2 separate regions of the Mus musculus genome follow, and region 1 is linked to region 2. Evidence: chromatin contacts called from public promoter capture Hi-C data. All regions are on one chromosome and are shown on one strand. The core of a region is the stretch at or near the end of the contact, and the rest is flanking DNA. Distances in the headings are between cores, read along the strand shown.

Region 1 (7,263 bases), core at 260-2,759, 110 kb after region 2:
TTCTGTATTTGTGCCTCAGAAAACTCCTTTCTGTTTTTGGTTTTGAGACAGGATCTCACCAAGTAGTACAGGCTAGCCTTATACTCCTGTTTCTCCTGCCTCAGCCTCCTGGTTGCTGAGATTATAGGAATGCTCCACTACACCAGGATGGAAACTCCTGTAGTTCAATGCCCAGATGTAACCTCACTGCTAAGGTGTCTGTGCTATGTGCCTCCGTTCATCCGTTGCTTCCCCTGGAAAGCACACAGGGCTCTTGCTGGTTCCTCCTCTTTTCTCATATTGTGTAATTATTCTTTCACCTTGTCCTAAACCCCCAACTTCTGCAGAACAAGGAAACTCTGGCCACCTTCATTATTAATCCCCATTTAACCTTAATGTGTGATCTCTTACATTCAAGTTTCCATTTGCTGACTCTGGGGCCCTCATGTTGGTGGTAGGGAACTGCCACTTAATAACTTTATCCTAACTTTTACTCCTTTTCTATGAGATCCTGACATTCAGGCACCATCTTTGTCATGGTCCCTAATCCTCCCAGGTCCTTCTCTTGACCGGATTCTGCCTTTAATGTTTTGTTTACTCTGCTGCTTACAAGGCTGTCTCCTTCTCTATAAAAATAGCATGTCAGCCTAGTGGACCTTCTAAGAGAACAATTATTATTTATTTTGTCTATACCTCCTGCTCAGAGAATTAACGTGTTCTAATCCTTTGTGCTAACGTGTAAAAGTTCTTCAAATATTAATAACAAAAACTAACAAGGTACGTCTATAACTTACAAGTCTGAGAGGTTAGCACTCTGCGCGCCCGTGGAGAGAATGTCCCACTGGAGTCTTAACGTGAGTCTGCTCATACTTTAGGGGAACAATAAATGACTCTTTTCAACTCAACAGGTTTTTATTGCTTTCCTATCACTCTGGGCTATAAATTTTGTAACTTTAAAAAAAAATCCTTGGAGAGGAAAAAATGATGTTATCAGCAGAAAGGCATAGTCACTTTGAAATATCACTGGCAAGCTCCACATGATTCCTAGTCTGATGAAGGTGGCTTAAAATCTGCCCATAGAGAGCAAAAATGGACTGGGGCCATGCCTCCCGGTCTTTCTAGTTCAACTTTGTTCCCTGGGCCTAAGAAGGAACTTGATTCATGATTGGAGATCAAACATTTAGTGAGTGAGTAAGCGAATGAGACCAGTATGGTTGTTTTAGGGAATGCCAGATCCCCAGTTTACTCGAACAGATAGAAAAGAAGACCGTAGGTAGATTCTTGAGCCCTCAGATTTGCCCAAATGTCAGCACAGGATGCACCCGTTTAATACTCAGCAACGACTCCGGACTAGAGGTCTGTGAGCACCACAAGCTGTTCCCAGAACCGAGGGCGGTGAAGATGCTATCCGGTCCCCCTGTGTCTCTCTCTGCTGCAGCAGCGGTTTTACGTCTGTGGCTTTACTGGAATAAAGGATCGTGTTAAGGATGGCTGTCCTCTCATCTGCTTTTTATCAACACAGGACAGTTTCCTGTATTTGTCAGTGATGCGGAAATGACCCAGCTGACGTTAGCACTTGCGAGTGACTCAAAGTTACACTGTATTTGCCTGCCCGCCCCCCCCGCCCCCCCCGCCCCGCGTGCTCTAATTTTGTGTTTTAAATGATCGCCAGTTACTTTCTTCTTTTTTCCTTTTTTAAGATTTATTTCTTAATTTTAAGTTTGCATATGTAGGTGCCCATGAGGAGTTCGGCAGGGCGCATAGGATCCTCTGGAGTTGGAGTCACAGGCTGTTGTGAACTGCCTGATGTGGGTACGGGGAACTGAACTTGGTTCCTCTGAAAGAGGATGCATTCTTGGTAGCTGAGTCATCTCTCTGGCCTGAAGCACTTACTTTTTAAAAGACCTACTTTATTTTCTGTCTGAGCTCATGGTCGTTTGCGTTGGTAGCCAAGGCCAGATAATCTTGATCTATTGTGTGTCTCCGGTTTTCCAAAGACTTTTTTCCCTTCTATTGTTAGAGTCAGGGAAACTGGCAAACGATGGTGTTGGGCCAGAGGAGGGAGAACGAAGCCTTAAATCACCGAAATGTGGTGCGCCCTGTACGCACTTCAGTACGAACTGAAAGGAAGACTGCAAATAGGATTGGTTCCTTTGGGCTAGTACTGAATTGGGAGTGAGTGATGCAGATAGAGCCATGGGCTGAAATCATTTTCTACTTCAGCCCCGCTCGGTCTGCAGGGAATCGTGGAGTCAGGAGTTAGCTGCAGGGTGTTGGGAGTAGGCCAGCATCTACATCTGTTCTCAACTGTAAGTGGACTGGAAAAACACTTTGAGGGAAAGCCAGTGAGGAGCGCACAGAATCCCTGCTCCCAGAAAGGCCGGGAAAGAGGAGCTGATTCATCATAAAGATGCTGAATTTAGAGGCAGGTTTTTATGCAAATAAAGCGTGGATGAGTCTTCTTCTGTTTGTCAAGAGTCAGTCTGGTTCCTGACAGTCTAAGGGTCAGAACTGATAGGATGAGTCAGCCATATTGACAGCGTGGGCCCTTGTGTCTAAGTATAAGCCCTGCGCTTGGAGGAGGAGGCTGGGGGAAGGAAAACCAGCCTGGCAGAGGTTGCGAGAGCTTGTCTAAAACACAGAAAACAAGGTAGCCGGGTAGGATTGAAGCCTCATACTTCCCACTATTTCCGAGGAATCTGGGGCTCAACTCGAGTACTTTGGCACTCGCTTACTAGACTCTGGACACGTTTTAGTGAATTTCATGCAGGATTTCTTGTCTCGGAATATATGGCCGGCTGTAGGGACACTATGTAACGATTTCTCGCTTTTGATATTAAGAGCGTCTCAATCCGAGAAATGTCATGGCTAGCATGAGTTGGAATAAGCGTTACTTAAAGGAAGTAGTTTGGCAACACATGGGCCTGGGTTCAAATTCCAACTCTTGTCATTTCCTGGCTGTATGAGATCAGGCAAGCTGCCCTCTGACCGCCAGTGGCTTCACCTGAGATGGGAATCATAATGTATGACTAACCAGGCTATTGGGAGGACTGGCTGTCTCCCTAGCCACCTAAAAACAACCAGAAAAACATCCGCAACCTTGTTCTCTCCTTTGTTCCATTTCTCCGTATCATCGTTATTATTTTTACTTATGTTTTTTAACAAGTTTGTTTTGTTTTGTTTGCGAAACTGGGAATTTAACTCAGAACTTTGTGTAAGCACTCTACCTCAGTCTATTTAGCCCCCTTTTCACTTTTTATTTTGCAACAGAGTTTCTCTATATTATCCAGCTAGTCTTGAACTTAGTTTGTAGCCCAGGCTGTCCTGGAATCATGACCTTCCTCCCTAAGTCTCCTTAAAAGCTATTCTTATAAGCCCACACTGCCAAGTCTTTATTTGTTATTGACACAAATAATGATATTTATTTATTCATTATAACTTGATACATGTATTCACATAGAAATGATCCATGCAGGCTAATTAGCATATCTGTTGCTGTAAACATGTTTCCTTTCTTTCTTTTAAAGAATTATTTATTTATTTTATGTATGTGAGTGCACTGTTGCTGTCTTCAGACACACCAGAAGAGGGCATCAGATCTCATGACAGATGGTTGTGAGCCACCTGTAGTTGCTGGGAATTGAACTCAGGACATCTGAAAGAGCAGTCAGTGCTCTTAACTGCTGGCCTCTATTTTTCATTTCTTCATGCTAACAACTGTCAAAAATCTTTGTAGTTAATTTTTTTATACAAATTTTTTTTGATACAGGATTTTTTCTTTCTTCCTTTTTTCCCTTCCTTCCTTCCTTCCTTCCTTCCTTCCTCCCTCCCTCCCTCCCTCCCTTCCCTTCTTTTTTTTTTTTTTTTTTTGTTTTTTTTTTGAGTCAGTGTTTGTCTGTGTATCCCTGACAGTCCTGGAACTCAATCTGTAGACCGTGCTGGCCCCAAACTCAGAGATCTGCTTGACTCTGCCTCCTAAGTGCTAGGATTAATGGCATGGACCAAAACTACCCAGTGAGACAAGGTTTTTCTAAGTAGCTCTGACTAGCCTGGACCTCACTGTATAAACCAGGCCAGTCTCAAAACCATGATGCTCCACCTGCCTCTGCTTCTGGGATGCTAGGATTAAACACATACACCACTACCCCTGGATACTTTTACTTTGAAATATCTGTATGCATACCAACCATAGTCATCCACTAAACTAAACACCACACCTTTTTTCTACACGGTGCATGATGACCCATATCTACCCATCCCCCTTGCCCTTCCCTGCCTAGTCTTTGTTACCCACTACTGATGCCTCTGGCAACCTCCATGAGATCAGCGGCCTTAGATTCCTCACGTGTGAGACCACACAGTACCTGTCGTTTTGTGTTCCCTCTGTTTTCTTGCTACCTGCCAGGCACTGTTGCACATCCAGTTTTAATTTCTAAAAAAGATGTTTTGTGTCATTGGAATGAATGAAACACATATGGCTTGTCTAAACTTATAACTGTTTTCTTCCAACTAGTTAAAAGTGACAAGAGAAGCTAAGGGTAACGGAACAGGCGGGGCTGCCTCTATTTGAAGGGGCAAAGACTGAGTTTCCTGGCTCACTCCTGGGTTGGGTGAGCTGTGGCAAGGGTCAGCTGGGCTGTTTAGCCAAATGCCAAGGTCATCATGGAAAGACTGTCTGAAATGGCAGTTGGGTGTTTATAAGCAACAACTAAAGTAGTCAAGGTAAATTTATAATTTATAAATGGCAGAAACAATTTCCAAATCATTTGCAAAATATTTTTATTTTGGTTTTCAGAAAAGTGTGTTTTCTATTAACCAAAAGTATGAATACAAAGAGAATTGGTATAAGTAACATGGAGAAGGGTGAGGAGGGAGAGGAGGAGGATGGGGGGGGGGTTATTATGGGTCCTTGCACACTATCCAACCTCTGTGAGTTATGATATTTTATGAAAAGTAAGATGATTTAAATTAAAGATTATGCCCAAGGTGCCTTCCAAATCTAACATTTTAGCATCCTGTACTTTGTCTAAGCTGGCATCTTAATATCTCCTTTATTAAAATAAATACCAATAACATACTAAGAGGTGACCTGGAGTACTTCAGGTATTTTCTCTCTACAGGAGCACCTGGGAAGAGGGGGCTCTTATTCGTCCTATTTTAAATACAAAGACACTTTAGGTAAGACGACTTAAGTCATTTTTAAAGACCAACCTGTCAAGACATAGTGTGCCGACTCACTGGACTAATGCTTTTAACCAAACCTATATGTCTCCCAGAGGAAACCCTTGCTGCCCACTACTGTAAGGTGGGACGCTTCTCTACCAACAGAGAAAAACCAAACCTGGGTGTCCAAGCATCCTCTGAAATAAGTGGTATAGAGGATCATTGTACCTATTAGAGCCGTGGGTTTCAACGCTGCTAAGGCTGCAATCCTTTAATACAGTTCCCCATGTTGCGGTGACCCCAAGCCACAAAATTATTTTTATTGCTTCTTCACAACAGTAATTTTGCTACTGTTATGAATTATAATCTAAGTATCTGTGTTGGCTGGTGGTCTTCGGCAACCCCCCGTGAAAGGGCAGTTCAACCCTCACAAGTCTCTTGGATCTTAGGTTGAGAACCACTGGATTAGAAGCGCCACGGTTCTGTTAGGAGCCACAGTGGTTTCTTTAACTGGCTCCTTCTCGCCACTGAGTACATTTTTTATTAACTGAAATGTTTCCTGTATATTTTCATTATAAATTTCTGCCTGTGTTGTCTTCACAGACTAGAAGCAGCTCCATAGCTCATTTACGTACTCCGTACCCCACTCTCAATTCTATCGAAGCAATAACTTAAGATCAGAAGGGGCCCCAGGCGCGAGCTCTCAGCACAAAGCTTCATTTGCTTCTTGAACATTGGACATTTCCCGACAGCATTTTCCCAGCGCTCACAGCCCTGCTCGTACCCTCACCAACCCCCAGCCCTTCAGTTTCAGCTCTTTCCGTTATTTTGTCCATTATCTTCCTTTGCCGGTGATGCCAGCTGGCCTGGCCCAGCACCCCCCTGGGAGAACACTCATGTCACTCGGCCCTGGGGAACCAGCTTGCCTTTCTCAGTTGTGCTTGCACCAATATGGCTGGATGCACGGGAGCCAAGAGGAAGTCCCGCCATCTGCCGATTCTGTGAGGAGCTGGCTTTTCCGTGGCTCTCACAGAGTGTTGGAGGACATAGCGTGGCTCTGGGCCAGTCCTCCCAGGTGCTTCCGCTGGGATTGCAGTGGGCTCGGAGAAGGAAGCCTGTGTTCAGCCTCCTAGTAAAGGGTGCATGCGCTTGAGGCCGACAAAGGCTTCATGTACCCTGGCATCAGTAAGTGTCAGGAACAGCCAGCCCTTCGCACTGTTGGACACGTTCTCTGAAACATGTCCCCATCACATTTGGAGAGTCGCTTAGAAAGGCCCGGCTTTAAAAAAATATCCACGTATTGCACTTATTGGCTTTTTGTCTAAGATTAAAGTGTAAAAGACACACACATTTATTGTGTGAAGTCAAATGCTTCATAAAGCTATTTCTATGTAAGTCTTTATCCTTTGACCAGTATACCACATGTCTATTATAGGAACTTTGCACAGCACAGAGGAATACAGAATAGAAATAAGTACCAACTCATCGTGCTACCAAGGAGAGTTACCATGAAGTCTTTTTAATGTATTTTTGTATTTTTTCAAGTGTACACACACACACACACACACACACACACACACACACACACACACACCGGGGTGGGGGGGTTCCTCATTGGTAGACTACATCCTCCTCATCCCACAAATGATAACTATTTATATGGATTTTCTATGTGTGCAGTCTTTCTCCATGGAATGCATTATGCACATTCCCATGTCTCACTAAGTCTCAGTTATAAAGCATTCACCAGCTGCAGTTATTTCAGTCTATGTTCATACTGTAATATGTAATACTGTAATATGCTTGCTAATCTTCTGTTGTTTTGTTTTTGCCCCCCCCCCCCCATCCCCAAGACTGTATCTTAAGTAGCCAAGGCCAGCCTTGAACTTACTATGTAGCAGAGAATAAACTTGACCTTCTGAGCCTCCTGCCTCCATCTCCTGCATGCTGGCACTTCAGACCTGGCCTGTACGTCCATGTATGGTTTTATGTGGAGCGGGGGATTGAACCCAGGGATTCATTTATGCTAGGTAAGTGCGCTACAAACAGAGTTACATCCTAGACATTTGGAATTATTCTGTTGTTACTGTTTTGAAAATAGGATCTTGAGTTGCCCAGACA
Region 2 (7,834 bases), core at 440-2,939:
TACATCTTTCTTTGTTTACATGAGGCATGCTTCTGCTACATATATGCAGCCCAGGCTAAAGCCATAGTCATTTTGAAACTCTTACTTCTACAGCACTGCTACTTAAAGATTGGTTATAAACATTTTAAATATTAAAAAAAAAAAAGGCCAGTCTCCAATGAGTAAAATACACTCTAGTATTTAAAATACCTAATTTGCATGTATGTACCAAATATGTAAATATTTGGTTTCACTATGTATCACTTTAGTTAAAGGCATCCGACACATAAAGTGAGGTACATCTCTATTTGTGAGATAGAATGACCTTTTACCCAAAGCCCATCTTTCTTTCACTCACTCCAAATTTATCACAAGAGAGAAGCAAAATGCACACTGGTCCTCAGAATGCTTCTCTTGCTCAGGAACCTGTAACCAAGTCCTTCCTGGAAACCAGGAAAGAATGTTGACAACCCCCCTCCCCCCTCCCCCGCTCCTCCAGCCCCCCCCCAACCTGCCTCCCCTCTCTCCTTGTTTACTCAACATCATCTGCAAAAATAAACAATCACATTTTCACCAGGAAACTGAATAGAAAATGAGTTTGGGTCATTCCAAACAATGGACTATTCTCTCACTAGGCTGGCAGATCTCCCCTCAGTGGCAATTAAACAGAGGGCCTGTGCTTACACTGGCTAACTCAGCAGCCAAGCACACTAGGAGGATTTTTCACTGAGGAACTTCATGTAGACAGTCAAATGGCACCACACTGGCCTGCAGGTGGGAAAATGTGCTGGTCTGTCAGAGAAAACCCACAGCTACTTTATGCACCTCACTTTTCCTTCCTTCCCCTGGTGCTCAGGATCTAAGGCAGGGCCTGGCATTCTCAGCAACCCGGCCCTACTCACACACTGGTAAGGAAAACAAAGTAAGATGGGATGCATAACGCAACACATAACTATGACAATTAAGCACTGTACTTTTTTTTTTTAATTTATTGGTGTGTGTGTATATGGTGTGTGTGTATGTGAGTGAAAGAGAGAGAGAGAGAGAGAACATGCCACATGTGGGTGGTCTGAGAGGTCATCTGGAGCTGGAGTTACAGGCAGCTGAGAGCCACTCTATAAGCGGTGCTTAGAACCAATCCCAGATCCTGGGAAGTACAATAAGAAATCTTAAACACAGAGCCACCTTTCCAGTCCCAAGTACTGTACCTTTAAAATACCGGAACTTTAAAAGGACCAGTAAGAGCCTGAATAAGGACCTCCAGTAAAAAGGTTTGGATCCTTCCCACTGTGACCCCACTTAGGAAAGCACGTAACGAAGTAGAAAATACCGGCCTTCTTCTGCGGCAGGAAGCAAACCTAGGGCCTTGGGAAAGTTAGGTAAGCACCCTACCACCAAGCTACATCCCAAGTCAGAAAATATTTTTTTTAGTAAAGAATATGCAGTGTGACCCTAAATAAAACTCCAAGAACACAAAATGATACCTCTTAAAATAGGAAAATCTGCCTTGAGATGGTTCGCGCAGGGTTACTTCATGTTTTACGGGAATGTTTCCCGTTGTTTCCAAGCTACTGTTGCGACTTTCTGACTTCAGGTCATTTTCAGCAAGGAAACGTTCATCCAAGGAAACGTTCTGGCTTCACAGAACGCAAGCCTTTTCTCCATCAGATTTCACTGTAGATGACGACAGGGTCACAGTTCCACCAGGGGATTGTTTGTCTTTCTGGACAGTAAGGTTCATCTTAGAGGCAAGAGGGCATCTCCAGCCCATCTGATCCTTTCAGGGTTGAGACTTCCTGCGTTAGTTATCAACTTCCTCTTTCTCAGGACAGGTGCGGCACTAGCACCCTTTGTTCTCAGACAAAGCATGCAAGCGTGACTTCAGCATTAGCAGTGAGACTCCTGCTCTAACTCCTGTGATAAAGTACTGTGGCCAACAGCACAGGAGATAGCGGCTCTCTTGCAGACACCCTTGCTGTCTCCAATTCAGATTCAAAGGCTCAACCGCAGCAAACACTACCTTAGCAATCACATCTGTTCTTTCTTTGTCCCAAATGTCATCTTTAAAAAGGTTTCTCGTTGGTTCCAGTAAACACATTCCAGGTCACTTTTTACTCCTTCAAGGCCTGGGCTAGGGATACTAAAAAAAAACCAGAAATATCTGCCGAATTGCCGCCATGCCTGTGAATTTATTGTTATTCAATAAAACCATCATAGAAACGCAAAACATGTTCCCCAGCGTTTCTGCCACAGGAACTCTGAATCTGACCCTCATCGCGTTAAAGCAAAGCAAAGGAAGCAACTGCACAACAAAAGCCAGAGATGAAGAACCCGGAGAAAGGAAGCCCAATTACCAAGAGCTGTCTGTTTCCATTGTAAAATATCTGTCCTATGCATTGGGCTAAATCCCTGTTTTGATAATGCCATGCATCTCCAGAAGGCTTTACATCGCCAGCTGCTTTAAATCAGTGACTTTCAATCTCTCTTCCCCTCAAACCCGTCAGCTAGTTCTTTCTGTCTCATTTTAGTACTAAGTGCCTCATATAAATGGAGATATACAGCTTTGGTCATTTTATAACTTATTTCACTTAGCAGTACCATCATGGGTCACAGATGCAGAATACCTCAGAATTTCCATCCTTAAAAATGCTAATCATTTGGGGGAGGAGAGGGAGAGGAAACTTCAGTTGAGTTGTACTATATTAGAGAATAATTGTTTTAAGTGAAGAAAATATGCTAATATTGTTCCAGTATGTGTATGTAACGTATTTTGCTTATCCAGTCATACCTCTGTAGGCTTTTCTGACTGCTTCTGATTTTAGCTATCATAAGACATACTGCTATAAACTGTATAAAATTAAACTCAGGTTTTAATTCTTTTGGCTGTATAATCAGAAATACAGTCTTAGGGTCATCTGAGAATTCTGTTGCAAATTTTTTAGAGGCTATTTTATAGCTCTGGACTATACACCCATCTTCATGTTAGTACTACACTATTTTTATTAGCTTTGGCATAATTTTGAAATTAAGAAATGTCAGATGTCCCTCTTAGTTCTTTTTCTTTCCTTTTTTTTTATTACGTATTTTCCTTAATTACATTTCCAATGCTATCCCAAAGGTCCCCCACACCCTCCCCCCACCCACTCCCCTACCCACCCATTCCCATTTTTTGGCCCTGGCATTCCCCTGTACTGGGGCATATAAAGTTTGCCTGTCCAATGGGCCGCTCTTTCCAGTGATGGCCGACTAGGGCATCTTTTGATACATATGCAGCTAGAGTCAAGAGCTCTGGGGTACTGGTTAGTTCATAATGTTGCACCTACAGGGTTGCAGATCTCTTTAGCTCCTTGGATACTTTCTCTAGCTCCTCCATTGGGGGCCCTGTGATCCATCCAATAGTTGACTGTGAGCATCCACTTCTGTGTTTGCTAGGCTAGTCTCACAAGAGACAGTCTTAGTTCTTTTTCAAGATTCCTTTGTTTATTCAGGATCCCTTGAGATTTTTGTGTCAGTTTTAGAGTTTTTCCAAGTCTGTACAGAAGTCCCTGGAACTCCAAATTGGACTGAACTGAGTTTGTAGATAACCTTAGTAGCACTGATATCATAATATTAAATCTTTTAATCCATGAACATGAGATATTTTTCACTTATCTAATGCCTTTTAAATCCAGCAATGGCTTACAGCTTTCACAGTAAATCTTTTATATTTTTAGTTAATTCTAAGTTTCCTTTCTCCACCAACTATTATAAACTAATTATTTAATTCCCTTTTCAGAGTACCCATTTTTAGTGGTGAGAACTGTAACAACATTTGTGTATAGACTTGTTTCCTGCTACTGTCCAGAGTACATTTACTCATTTTAACTGATAGAGTTCTGGGAATTTTTGACATATAAGGTCATACTAGCTATTAATAGAGTAAATTTACCCTCTTTTTAATTTGTGTGTATTTTGTGTCCCTTTTCTTATATAACTGTCCTGGCTCCAACTTCAGCACTAGTTGACAAAAGTAGACAAGCAGGAACACTTTCAAAAGACAGGTTTAGGCTGAGTATGTTGGTACACATCTGTAATGCCAGCACTTGAAAGGTTAAGACAGGAAAAGTTCAAGGCCAGCCTCAGTCACACAGCCAGACGTAGTCTCAACAACTCAGAGCAAACAAGCAAACAAAAAAGAAATGGAAAAACAAACAAACAACAATAAACCCCTTCTTCTACTTTCATCTTACAAGTGGCTTCTTTTAAAATTTTGAGGTAGCCTTTCTAAATTCAGTTGTTGAGTGCTTTTATTATGAGTATTGAATTCTGCCAACTTTTTTAAACTTCAGTTCCAGTGAGCACATACACTTCTCTTTTGTTCACTCTGTTCATGTGGTATCTTAGAAGTGCTGAACTATTCTTACATGAATCCCACTGGACTTTGATGTTTAATCCTTTAAGATTTGTTTTTATTTATGTGTCTGTATAAATGCTTGCTGTGGGGATGGGGTTATCCACAGCGGCCAGAAGAGGGTGTCAGATCCCCCAGAGCTGCAACTGAACTGAACTTGGGTCTTCTCCAAGAGCAGCTCTAACCACTGAGCCATCACTCACTCTGGCCCTTGTCTAACCCTTTTTATATCCTGCTGTACTGGCTAGTTTTGTGTCAACTGGATACAGGCTGGAGTTATCACAGAGAAAGGAGCTTCAGTTGGGGAAATGCCTCCACGAGATCCAGCTGTAAGGCATTTTCTCAATTAGTGATCAAGGGAGGGCCCCTTGTGGGTGGTAGCATCTCTGGGCTGGTAGTCTTGGGTTCTATAAGAGAGCAGGCTCAGCAAGCCAGGGGAAGTAAGCCAGTAAAGAACATATCTCCATGGCCTCTGCATCAGCTCCTGCTTTCTGACCTGCTTGAGTTCCAGTCCTGACTTCCTTGGTGATGAACAGCAATGTGGAAGAGTAAGCCGAATAAACCCTTTCCTCCCCAACTTGCTTCTTGGTCATGATGTTTGTGCAGGAATAGAAACCCTAAGACACCTGCTAAATTAAATTTGCTATCATTTTCTTTTGCTTGGAGATTTTTGCATTGGTACTTACATTATCTATCATATTATTATGTATTGGTAATAACAACTGAATGTGGGAGGGGCTCAGCTTAGTCCACCGTCCTCAGCTACACTGATTCTGTTTCCATGATGAAGCAGTATCATGTGGTAGAGGATTTTACTTTATGGACAACAGGAAGCAGGAAGTAAAGAAAAGACATGGTATAACTTTCAAAGACATACCTCCTAGTGACCTATTTCTTTCACCTACAATGCCACCACCTAAAATTTATAGACCTCATTAAAAAACACCAGTGGTTATAGGCATAGACTTTAACACAGCCTGGAGCAGGATACTTCAGACTCCAGCAGTATCTTAGTTACTGTTCTGTTGCTGTGATGAAATATCATGACCAGACGACTTATAAAAAAGAAAGCACTTAAATGGAAGCTTGCTTACAATCTCAGAGCATTAGCTCATAATCATTATGGCAGGGAGTGTGGCAGCAAGCAGGCAGGTATGGTGCTGAAGAAGGAACTGAGAGCTCACATTTGTTCTATAAAAGCTGCAGCAGAGATTGAGACTGGGCCTGGCATGGGCTGTTGAAACCCCACGGCTCACTCCCAGTGACACGCTTCTTTCAACAAGGCCACCTCTCAATCCTTCCTGAACAGTTCTACCAACTAGGGAACAATCAAACATATGAGCCTATGAGGGGCGGGGGGGGGGGGGCATTCTTCTCCAAACCACACAGGCAGTAACACTCCTCAGAAAGGAGACTGCTCTGTGGTTTTCTTGTAGTCTTCATTTGACTTGGGATTGGAGTAAAGCATCATTAGAATAAGTTAGGATGTGTCTCTCTTCCTCTCCCTCTCTCCCTCTCTCTCTCTCTCTTCTCCCGAGACAGGGTTTCTCTGTAGAGTCCTGGAACTCACTCACTGGAACTCACGCCTGATGGACTGTCCCAGTGAGAGCATAAAGCCTGGAGGGCTTCTCCACTGGGACTTTTCTTACTTCTAATCCAATCTTACAATTTCTTCACGACTCAGTCTGGCTTTTAAGATCCTGTACATTTCAAGTAGGTTATACAACTTGTCGAAAGCATCATTTCATAATCCTTTTTAGCTGGGTACAATTGTTACTAATTTGTCAATTTTCAGTTTTGGTTATTGTCATTTAAACCTTCTTTGTTGTTATTAGTTAGGTAAACGTTTGCCAGTTTTTGTTTACATACATTTTAATAATTTCTTCTACTTTTTGAGATTATAATTATAATACTTCCCCTCTCCTGACCCTCTCATATACCATCCTTGTTCTTTTTCAAATTCATAGCCCCCTTTTTCATTGTGCTTACATATGTGTGTATGTGTCCCTAAACACATAAATGTAACCCGAAAAATCTTTTGGTTTCACTGATTTTTCTTTCTTTTTTTGTTTGTTTGTTTAATTTTCCATTTTATTTACCACTGCATAAATCTATGCCCTTCCTTTTAGTGACCTTTGGTGTGGTTTCTGTTTCTCTAGTTCCTTGCCAGTTGCACTGCTGACACGGGATGCTTCTGATTTCTAACATTTGTTTCCCACAGAGCATAGCTTCAGTGCATCTATGTTGTTACATTGCTCTGATTTTCATATAAATATTTTCTCATTTCCCTTGTGATTTTATTATTTCATATAAGAATGTTTAATTTCTACAAATTTGTGATTTTTTTTTAAGTTTTCTTCTATTACTCATTTCTGACTCCACTCACCCATTATAGTTAGTAAAATTACACTGAGTATGTAGTACAATTTCTATCATTGAAAATCCACTGCAGTAAGACCTGAGAAGAAGATGTTTTTGCTGCTATTGGGTAGTACTCCTTTCAAGCTCACAGGCTCACTGCTCCCTACCCTCTCTCTGGTCCTGCTTGTGTTTCCTAGTCAGATCCATCATTCCAGGTCTTCAGCAAAGACTGACTCCCCTCCACCACCTCCTCCTCCCACCCCCCAGCTACTTCTTCCACTCTGAACTTTTGCTTCATGCAGTTTTGTTGGTCTGTTATTAGGTACATGAAAGCTTTTAATTAATTATTATATCCATTTTTAATGGAATGTCTTTTTGTCTCTTGTAATTTTTTTTTTTAGTTTAAAGTCTATTTTTGTTTGACATTTGCAAAACCATCCTGCTCTTTTTGGGTCTGCATATTTGTTGTTATTTTTTAATATTTGCATGGCCTAGTATGTCCATCTTTAACTCTGAATCAATGTATGACTTTGAGTTACAAGTTAGTCTCTTATAGGTACTATACAGTTGCATATTTTAAAATCCATTTCAGTCTCTTCCATGTCATTGGAGAGCTAAACTCTATAATTTTTCACTACTGAAAATTGAACTGAGAGCCGGCTAAGCTCCAATACTGATATTATCAATCGGCTCATTTGCCTTTTCTTTTTCTTTTTTGTTTTTGTTTTTTTTTTTTTTTTGTTTTGTTTTTTTTTGTTTTTTTTCGAGCCAAGGTTTCTCTGTCCTGGAACTCACTCTGTAGACCAGGCTGGCCTCGAACTCAGAAATCCACCTGCCTCTGCCTCCCAAGTGCTGGGATTAAAGACGTGCGCCACCACCGCCCCGCTTGCCTTTTATTTTTCAACAGGACTTCACTAAGTAGAGCTGAATGCACTCTGTATCCTAGGCTGACCAGGAATTTTGCATCTTCCTCACTCAGCCTACCAAGACTCTTTGCTTTATACCAGACACTGCTGCATGCCGCTCAAGTATCGAAATGCTAGTTATCTCCATGGGTAATTACCGCATTGGTTACTTTTCTTGTTGTGACCTGACAAGAAGCAA

The links. Capture Hi-C pulls out chosen DNA fragments and counts their contacts.
Region 1: a promoter capture Hi-C map of liver shows a contact between it and region 2. A contact is called at or near these places in 15 of 484 Hi-C or Micro-C datasets (CD4 T cells, CD8 T cells, the G1E-ER4 cell line and 11 more), 9 of 130 datasets of targeted methods (CD8 T cells, the HPC-7 cell line, bone marrow-derived macrophages and 4 more) and 3 of 9 other capture datasets (adipose tissue, liver and pancreatic islet).

What each region holds. Positions count from the first base shown.
Region 1 is chr19:21,736,197-21,743,459 of GRCm38.p6, forward strand. No RefSeq gene overlaps it. Among named protein-coding and RNA genes, the nearest start is that of Gm41818, 16 kb to the left of the region's middle.
Region 2 is chr19:21,629,047-21,636,880 of GRCm38.p6, forward strand. All of the region lies in intron 1 of 1110059E24Rik (RIKEN cDNA 1110059E24 gene), which reads right to left. Among named protein-coding and RNA genes, the nearest start is that of 1110059E24Rik, 20 kb to the right of the region's middle.